Regions from separate parts of the Mus musculus genome. Here region 1 is linked to region 2. A link is a contact called in public HiChIP or PLAC-seq data. All regions are on one chromosome and are shown on one strand. Each heading gives the region's core, a stretch centred on a gene start, on an enhancer-like site or on the middle of the called end of the contact. The rest is flanking DNA. Distances are from core to core; before and after follow the strand shown.

Region 1 (4,169 bases), core at 209-2,708, 75 kb before region 2:
TGGAGCTTGGGCTCAATCAAATGTGAGATTACACAAGAACCTCTGGGTATTTTTCTGTGCTTTGCAAGCTGTTTGATCAGGTCCTAAGCATCCTAACTCGCCAGAAGTGTGAGGAGCCAGAGAGCTAGCATGCAATTAAAGCGCAATAAGAAAAACATACTGGGGACAGAACCTGGTCAAAGGGACCCATGAGGTGTTTCCTAAGAAAGAACATTGGAGTAAAACCTTGGAGTGGCTGTCAAGCAAAGGATGCAAAAAGAGAATGACAGAAAATTCTGAGAGAGAACTGGACTGCTTTATGCACCAGAAAACTCATTATTAGAGATGTGTTTTCTTAGAGTAGCCAAAGTCTACTTTGTGTGTGTGTGTGTGTGTGTGTGTGTGTGTGTGTGTGAGAGAGAGAGAGAGAGAGAGAGAGAGAGAGAGAGAGAGAGATACTCTCCTGTTATTTTTACAAGATGAACTATGAATTAGAATTAGTGGGAAGAAGCTGTGCCTCCAAAGACTGGTTAATTAAAAGTGTAGTAATGTGAGGTGGGTGGAATGTTACAGGTCCAGGGCTAATTACCTCACCTCAACCTGGCTTTAGCTGCTAAGTAGCTATTCATTACCCACTTGTGTCAGATCTAACATCCTGTGACTAATAGGTAAAAATCTTTGTAATTCTATTAATTTAGCAGACCACTAGTTTCCACCAACCCAGAAGCTAAAAGTATGTATTATCAGATAATATCGAACACTTAGTGAAAATCTCCCCTCCCAATCCTATAATAACCTCTCTGATGTACCACCAATGTTTTAAAATTTTACCTTGATTTATGACATTTCTTTTTCTGTAAACTATATTAATTCATGAAAATGCTAGAACATGAACTTTGGAGTGACCTGTGATCCCAGGCAAATGTCACTCAAAAAGGTTCCAAAATAAACTACCTCTTATTCCCCTTAACTGTATTTTTGCATCCACAGGTCAAAAGAGAAAAATATTGTCACTCTTGAAATTTTTTATTTCACTAACACACTAACAGTTTGCATTGCAAAGAGTAGATATTCAGCTGACCTTTCTAACTTGAATCATCCAAGACTTTAACTTTACTGTGTAGTGATAGCCTTCTTGATATGTATGTAGTTGGGAAGTTCCTGAGAAAGCATCCTGGTACATAGAAGACGGCACTACAAGGTCACTCTTATCAATGCCGGCAGAGTTTCTTCTCTACAGACATTAGCACAGAGAGAGTAGCTGTAAGGAATGATAACTAAAATTTGTTAAGAAAGAAATGTGTTCTACCTTTTAGAAGATGTTACAATAAGATTTAGAAATAAATGTTTTTTAATACTAACTATGCTCTCTATAAATTTCATCTTACATTTTTAAAGGGAACACCCATAGGATTCATTATATAAATGCAACTTGAGATGAATCACATTGAACTTTGGAATGGCAAAGAAGATATAATTTTCTGCAATGCCAAGTACTGAGGACTAGGGGGCAGTGGAATAAAGGAGTGGTTATATCCAAGGGCACATGCCCAAGGCAATTTGGCTTGCAGACCAGGGAGATGATTCTTCTTCTTCTTCTTCTTCTTCTTCTTCTTCTTCTTCTTCTTCTTCTTCTTCTTCTTCTTCTTCTTCTTCTTCTTCTTCTTTTTCTTTTTAACAATTTTTATTAGATATTTTCTTCATTTACATTTCAAATGCTAACACAAAAGACCCCTACACCCTCTCCCCCCATGCCCTGCTCCCCAACCCACCCATACCCACTTCCTAGCCCTGGCATTCCCCTGTACTGGGGCATATAATCTTTACAAGACCAAGGGCCTCTCCTCCCAATGATGGCCAACTAGGCCATCTGCTACATATTCAGCTAGAGACACGAGCTTTGGGGGTACTGGTTAGTTCATATTGCTGTTCCTCCTATAGAGTTACAGACCCTTTCAGTTCCTTGGGAACTTTCTCTAGCTCCTCCATTGGGGTCTCTGTGTTCTATCCAATAGATAACTGTAAGCATCCACTTCTGTATTTGCCAGACACTGGCATAGCCACACATTTTCAAATGTTTAAGAAACACTCAAGAACATAACCCTAATGATAACTATATGGAAAACTAAATCAGCCTTGATTTATAGGATATAAGTCTATCCTCTGATATGAAGAATGAAAACAGTTGCCCAGTACAGATCATGATGATAACTGGAAAAGAGTCCTTTACCTATTTCCTTTATAGTAGTAACATGTGAACTAGTATGAGTTGGCTTGGAGATATTTTATATCAGGTCAGTGGAAAAAATAAAACCAAATAATTTTAAATTTCCATGAAAAGTAACAAACAGTAATTTTTTTAGCTGTTTTATTTTGTTTTTACTATTATCTTTACTATTCACTATTGGGTCACACAATGAAAATGATGCTTTAATTGAGAATTAAATTAGACAACGATTCTCTTCATTCATGGAAGCTCTAATGAAGCTGCTATCTAGTAAACAGGAGATGGATAAAACAAGGGGTTTATCAGGGTACATTGATTTTAACACTCTTTAGTTTTTACTTGTACTTTAAACCTAGGTAGACAAGAAGATTGACCACTCTACTGAACCTCTGCTGTTCTGGTTTGACACTTTCTTGTTGCCAAGCCTGGCATTAAACTATGAACTCAAGTGGTCCTTGTCTGCCTCAGCCTCTTGAATTGCTGAATCAGCAGGAGAGGAATAAGGTGCCTTGTTAAAATTAACTAAATAAAATAAATAATTAAAAAAAACTTTGTGGTTACTTTTCAAATTGAATTTACTCGTGAGCAGTAGCAATGCTAACATTGAGGTGGGGCACTCGTGAGCAGTAGCTACACTAATACTGAAGTGGATCACTTACTCTCTATCTAGTTTTTATTCACAGAACTGGAGGTGATTTCTGACTCAGTGCACAGATTTATTGTTTAGACTGAGAGAAGGTGAAAAGTCTTAGTGCAATTGACAACTTTGGGAAGAATAAATTGCTTGCAAAAACAGATAAAGAAACCCTTACTGTATGACTGTCAACAACATAAAATATGATGCAAATAACAAAAATGAAAGAACATGGAATCTCAACTTTTTAAAATGAGCCTTCAATTATGTTAGCTCAGCACAAGTGATAACTAATTCCATTGGGTTAATTTTTTAGTAATTTCAGCCAAAAATGTGAAGGAAGTAAAATAAACCTGATATTGTAGAGCTGGGTATTAAGACATACTCAAGCTTAGAAGTTCAACAATTTACATTAGAAATTAAAAGTACTTTAGAAAATTATATACACGCTGCCAGTTGGATACAATCAGCATGTTTTAGTTCCTTCTTAATATAAAATTATACTTTTGTGGTTTATTGTAAGTGGATAATAAGACTGGAAACCAAACATGATCTTTGCATTTAAAAACAAAAACAATGAATGAATAAATTTTAGAAACTAGCCTCATTGAAGCTGAAAGTTTTTAGTATACATCAGTGTAAGTGACTCACAAACCATTAGTGGGTCATAAAATAAGAAAGCTCAATAAAATAATTATAAGCTCACATGTTTATTCTCTTCTAACACTTAAAAGATGGACCTTTGTACCATAACATGCCTAGATACAGAGGGTACAAACACACATACACACACACATATACAAACTCATATCATATTATATATTTTATTTATATATTTCTCTTAATTCTGTGAACTTAGCTATGACTTATAATTCTTGATGTCACAGTCTTCCTTTAATAAGCAGAAAAGAAATATCATTTAATCTCCTTTTAAATGTAAATAACTTAAGCCATGTTTTCTTAAAATAATAAGTATAATTTTATAGTCCTTGAAGTTTTTCTTAATTTACTATGAATATTGAATGAACTCAAACTATAAAGTCTTGTAGCTGGAAATCAACATTTGTGGTTAGATTTCTAACCTATTAAACAGGTATATATATATATTTTTTAATTCGGTATTTTCTTCATTTATATTTCCAATGCTATCCCAAAAGTCCCCCATACCCTCCCCCTCCCACTCCCCTACCCACCCACTCCCACTTCTTGGCCCTGGTGTTCCTCTGTACTAAGGTTTTATCATTATTCAGACCACTTTAACTAGATTAAGAACATAAATCTAATATCTTCATTCAATATTCAATCTTCTAATTTTCCAAATTGTCTATA
Region 2 (4,029 bases), core at 786-3,285:
GGAGCTAAAAACACTATGGTGATGTTGGGAGCACAGGATAAGGTAGGCAAGTGCTCTATCACTAAGCTATATCCCCAGCCACATGACAGCATTTTTTACAACTGGAAAGCAAAACATTGAAAAATCCTGATATTACCCACCCAGGGATGCTTTGTATCCTTCCCATAGTATTACTCCAATTACTAAGAGATTACTTCAAACTGAGAATCAGTTTTCAACTAGAGTATCAACATTTTAATACTTGATATCTAGTGGGCCTAGCACAGACATAGTTAGAGTAAGAACTTTAATAGCCATTTAACATTCATGAGCTGTACACTGTGAAGACATACACCCAAAAGTCATCAAAGACTCCACACACAAGGAGAAGGGCATCCTCTTTATATTTTGCTATAATTTACATGATGCTTCACAAACTAGAATTAATTCTGGAATTTATAGAAATAACAAAGATTTTGAAAATAATGAATATTTTGAAAGTAATGAATACTTACTGGGTTCACAACACTATATATGACAATGTTTAAGATACTTCCATTCTCTTAAAGCTTGCTGAGAACATCCCGATATTTGTAGACCCATAAACGAAGAGGAAGAAGATCAGCAAGGAGAAAACCAATTGCTACCAATTTCCACCATGCTTTGAAAAGTTTATAAAGCAATTCCCAGTGCAACCAAGGGAATACAACACTGAGTTGGTCAAGGGCTTCAGACACAGGAAATCAGGTAGCCTGAGTCAGAAGTGTGAGAACCAAGTGAGCCTACTGAGGGGTGGAGCAGGAAGATGATTACAAACAAATGGAATCGCCAAGGTGGAGGAATAGTACATCCTTGTGAAAAGAAACAAGTCACCTATAAAATAAGTTGTCAAGGATAGAGTAACTAAAGCCCAAACAGGAAATTCAGACACCACTGAGGTTTTCTATTTACAGAATATCCCACAATGTTTTAAGCTCTAACCCTTGTCCTGAGATGAAAACTGAGATTGTTTTGCATATTGTAAAGAAGTACTTTAGCTCCATTTGCAGATACCCTTAAACACACATTCCCTCAAGTTGGGATCGTCTTAGACACTTCTAAGATCTTATCACATACCTAGTTCTTGCCATTAGACACCGAATGACTTCAACTTAATCCAAACGTGGTTTAGCTCAACATCCAATAGGTCAAATCTTCCAAAAGAAACTGACCCTTTAACTAGCATATACAATCGTCACCAACAGCTTTACCAGAAAGTGCCTAATCCACAAATGTCTGAAAGAGTATAGGGGAGCACACTTGAGTAAAGGTCATGGGGGGGGGGGGATATGCTTCTGCACCAAGCACCAAACATCACTCCTCTGTAGTCATTTAATGTCCAGTCACACGTACTAGCTTGGACTCCGCCTCCCTACCTCAAACTTTCAGGGAACCCCTCACCACTACAAACAGATCTTGGAATCATGTGACCAGCAACAGCCACCAAAGCTTTCCAACCACCCAGACACATGCAGAGCAGGTTCTAGTTTTCTTTTTCAAGGGTTTGAACATTCTCAAGCTCCAGCAGCTTCTGGTTTTTTTTGTTTTGTTTTTTTGTTTTTTGTTTTTTGTTTTTTGTTTTTTTCTGGCCAAGAGGTCAGGGTGCTCAGCCTCTCAGCCACCTTCTTGGGGGAACTGAGACTCCCCGTGCAGAACAGCGGCCTGGTGTAGAGTGGGTCATTCGCGGGCACTGGGCGCGGGCAGAACGACTCACCCATGCCAGCGGCAATGGAGCTCCCGCGTCGCAGTCAGCTGCAAGGCTTGCTCTGCATCTCAGTAGCAGATCCCCATATGCATGCGCCCTGACAGTGACAGCGGTGTTCAGCAGTGCACCTTCCGGAGAGCCAAGAAGTTTTCAGGCAGCCTGGAAATTGGGTGGGGCTCCAAGGTGGCACTGGGATTTTGTTGTTTTGTTTATTTTCCTGGATCTCTAGCAAAAATTTTGGGGGACCATATGCCGGGAAGAATATTAGCTTTGCTCAATGGCGACGATGGTCCAGGGCCTGACTCTCACAGTGAGGTCGATTTACTAAACAAACTGAATCGTGGGTGGGGATGTTAAACAGTAACTAGCGAGCTTCAATGAAAACTGAAAGCGGCGAGGCAGCCTCCTCCCGGGCGCAATCTTTTCCGGTTCTCCAGCCCTAGGGCTCACTGGCCAGCTACTTTCAGAGCCTTCGGGTTTGGACCTCAGTGGCCGTTCACAGCCATCCCTCAGTGACTGCAACACACCTCATTATGATCTCCAGCAGATTAAAGACCCCCTTGGCTTGAAGCCTCCAGCTTGAGCGGGTCGCTCCCCATCTCTCTGGCTAGGTGAACCAGGCCAGGTTGAATTTAGCTGCGCATCTGAAACCAGAGACCTTCCTTTCCCCTCCCCTCGGAGCCAGTCTGGTCTTGGCTGCATTTATTCAGGCTAAGAAATGTTTTAGAGCAAGTGACAAGGAGAAGCCTATGATCATATGATGGAAATCTAAGTCATTGCCTAAGAGATCCAGATGAAGGGCAGAAGTGTTGTTCAAAGGAATTAAATGGGCTTCCTGGGAGCAGGACTGCAGATGCACCTCTAGAGACCAGAGGACCACTTCTTTAAATTGCACTTTGGGCCTGTGATCCTTCTGGGTGCTTTGTTCTGCAAGAGTTCTGGGCAGGGAAGGAAGAAGGCTTTTATTCCTCTTGCAGATATGCCTGTGGTTTCTAGTCAGTAAGTATCTTTTTACATATGAATCAACCAAAAAACTTCTCTCTCTCTGTCTCATACCCTTTGGCTCATTCTACAACCTTCTTCCTTATGAAATGATATCAGACACACCTGTGCTATAGCCGGTCATCTTGGCCAGGAGTTTGTGACAGCAACAGACAGATTTGTGATTTTCTTTTTTAATCTCCTCAGTTTAACATCCTGTTTGCAGGAATGATAGGCTTAAGGTACAATAACTATTTATGCTCTTGAGATAAACAGTTACCTAATCCACAGGGTTTTCTTCTTTTCTGAGTAGGGGTTGGCTGTTATTTTGGTATTGTAATAATGCCAAAGAGATCAAAGAACTAGGTGTGTAGAGGTTTGATTTTCTTTTTCCTTTTTTCTTTTCAGATAGGATTTCTGAACTTTCTCAGCTTTCTCCTCTTGTTGAGAGGGTCTTTTAAAAACAAGATGCTACCTGTTTTAGAAATCAGAACAAAGGAAACATGTCACATACAGTTCTCCTTAAATGTACTTTCCAGAGCAAAACACATTCTTTGGGTGCTCACTGCCCATGAGACCTTGCAAACAATGTGAGGAAAGTGGCTTCCATCCAGGTCATCTCAGAATACCTGCCAGTGTTAGGGACAGGAGTAGAGTTAGATTTAATGAGGCTGATTATGCAAATCTCCCACAGGTGTGCTGTTTACAGCCTCTCTGTGCACACTGTCTTAAAACAAAACAAAACAAAACAAAACAAAACAAAAAACAAATTTTTTTCAGATACTCAATGGTGAGTGAAAATTGTCTAATACAATGCTAAAATGTAAATTGTAATTAGCATAAATTAGCTTATCCTTTGAAACTTTTTAGAGAAGCTTTTCCCTTTCCCTTCACACAAGCTGAGACTTGACACTCTATTGCTTCCAGCAAGGACATATTGTTGGACTTGAAAGGACTATTTAACAGTGAATCGACAATATCAGTAGGTTTGGTTTTGCATGATCAATGCCTGCTGGCTGTGTGGTAGAATCTTTCTCTGATCTACCAAGAAATAAACTAGGGATCTGTTCAAAAGGCCAATTTGTAGAACCTTGGCCAGAAAACTGAATCAACAGCTTTTTACTAATGAAAATAGACACATCTAAGACCAGTACTCAGGAGGGAAAGTGTGTGAGAATTATTGGACTACTTTCAGTGGAAAATCCACTGAACAGGGACAACTTTTTGGGTAAGAACATTAAGGGAGTGGTTTTAGAGAAATGTATGAATGCAAGCTGTTACCAGGTATAAAGAGGTGAAGATGTCGCCCTTGCTTGGAAATTTTA

Evidence for each region. HiChIP or PLAC-seq counts read pairs in DNA pulled down with a chosen protein or histone mark.
Region 1: an H3K4me3 HiChIP or PLAC-seq map of intestinal villus epithelium shows a contact between it and region 2, with 8 times the contacts expected there. The contact joins the enhancer-like site here to the promoter of Hnf4g in region 2. A contact is called at or near these places in 2 of 39 promoter capture datasets (both in liver), 1 of 15 datasets of contacts at CTCF or cohesin (liver), 13 of 484 Hi-C or Micro-C datasets (the AML12 cell line, embryonic stem cells, liver and 3 more), 3 of 115 datasets of contacts at active chromatin or transcription factors (intestinal crypt epithelium, intestinal villus epithelium and kidney) and 3 of 9 other capture datasets (adipose tissue, embryonic stem cells and pancreatic islet).

What each region holds. Positions count from the first base shown.
Region 1 is chr3:3,580,345-3,584,513 of GRCm38.p6, reverse strand. The region is part of intron 1 of Hnf4g (hepatocyte nuclear factor 4, gamma); the gene reads right to left. Among named protein-coding and RNA genes, the nearest start is that of Hnf4g, 74 kb to the right of the region's middle. Within about 2 kb of position 1,458, at least 2 of the 459 cell types and tissues checked have an H3K27ac peak or open chromatin away from gene starts, as enhancers often do. A contact at or near this core is called in intestinal villus epithelium, where this site is marked.
Region 2 is chr3:3,506,036-3,510,064 of GRCm38.p6, reverse strand. It overlaps Hnf4g (hepatocyte nuclear factor 4, gamma), which reads right to left and starts at 2,035. Exons shown (of 10, transcript NM_013920.2): 1 at 1,733-2,035. The coding sequence starts at 1,736.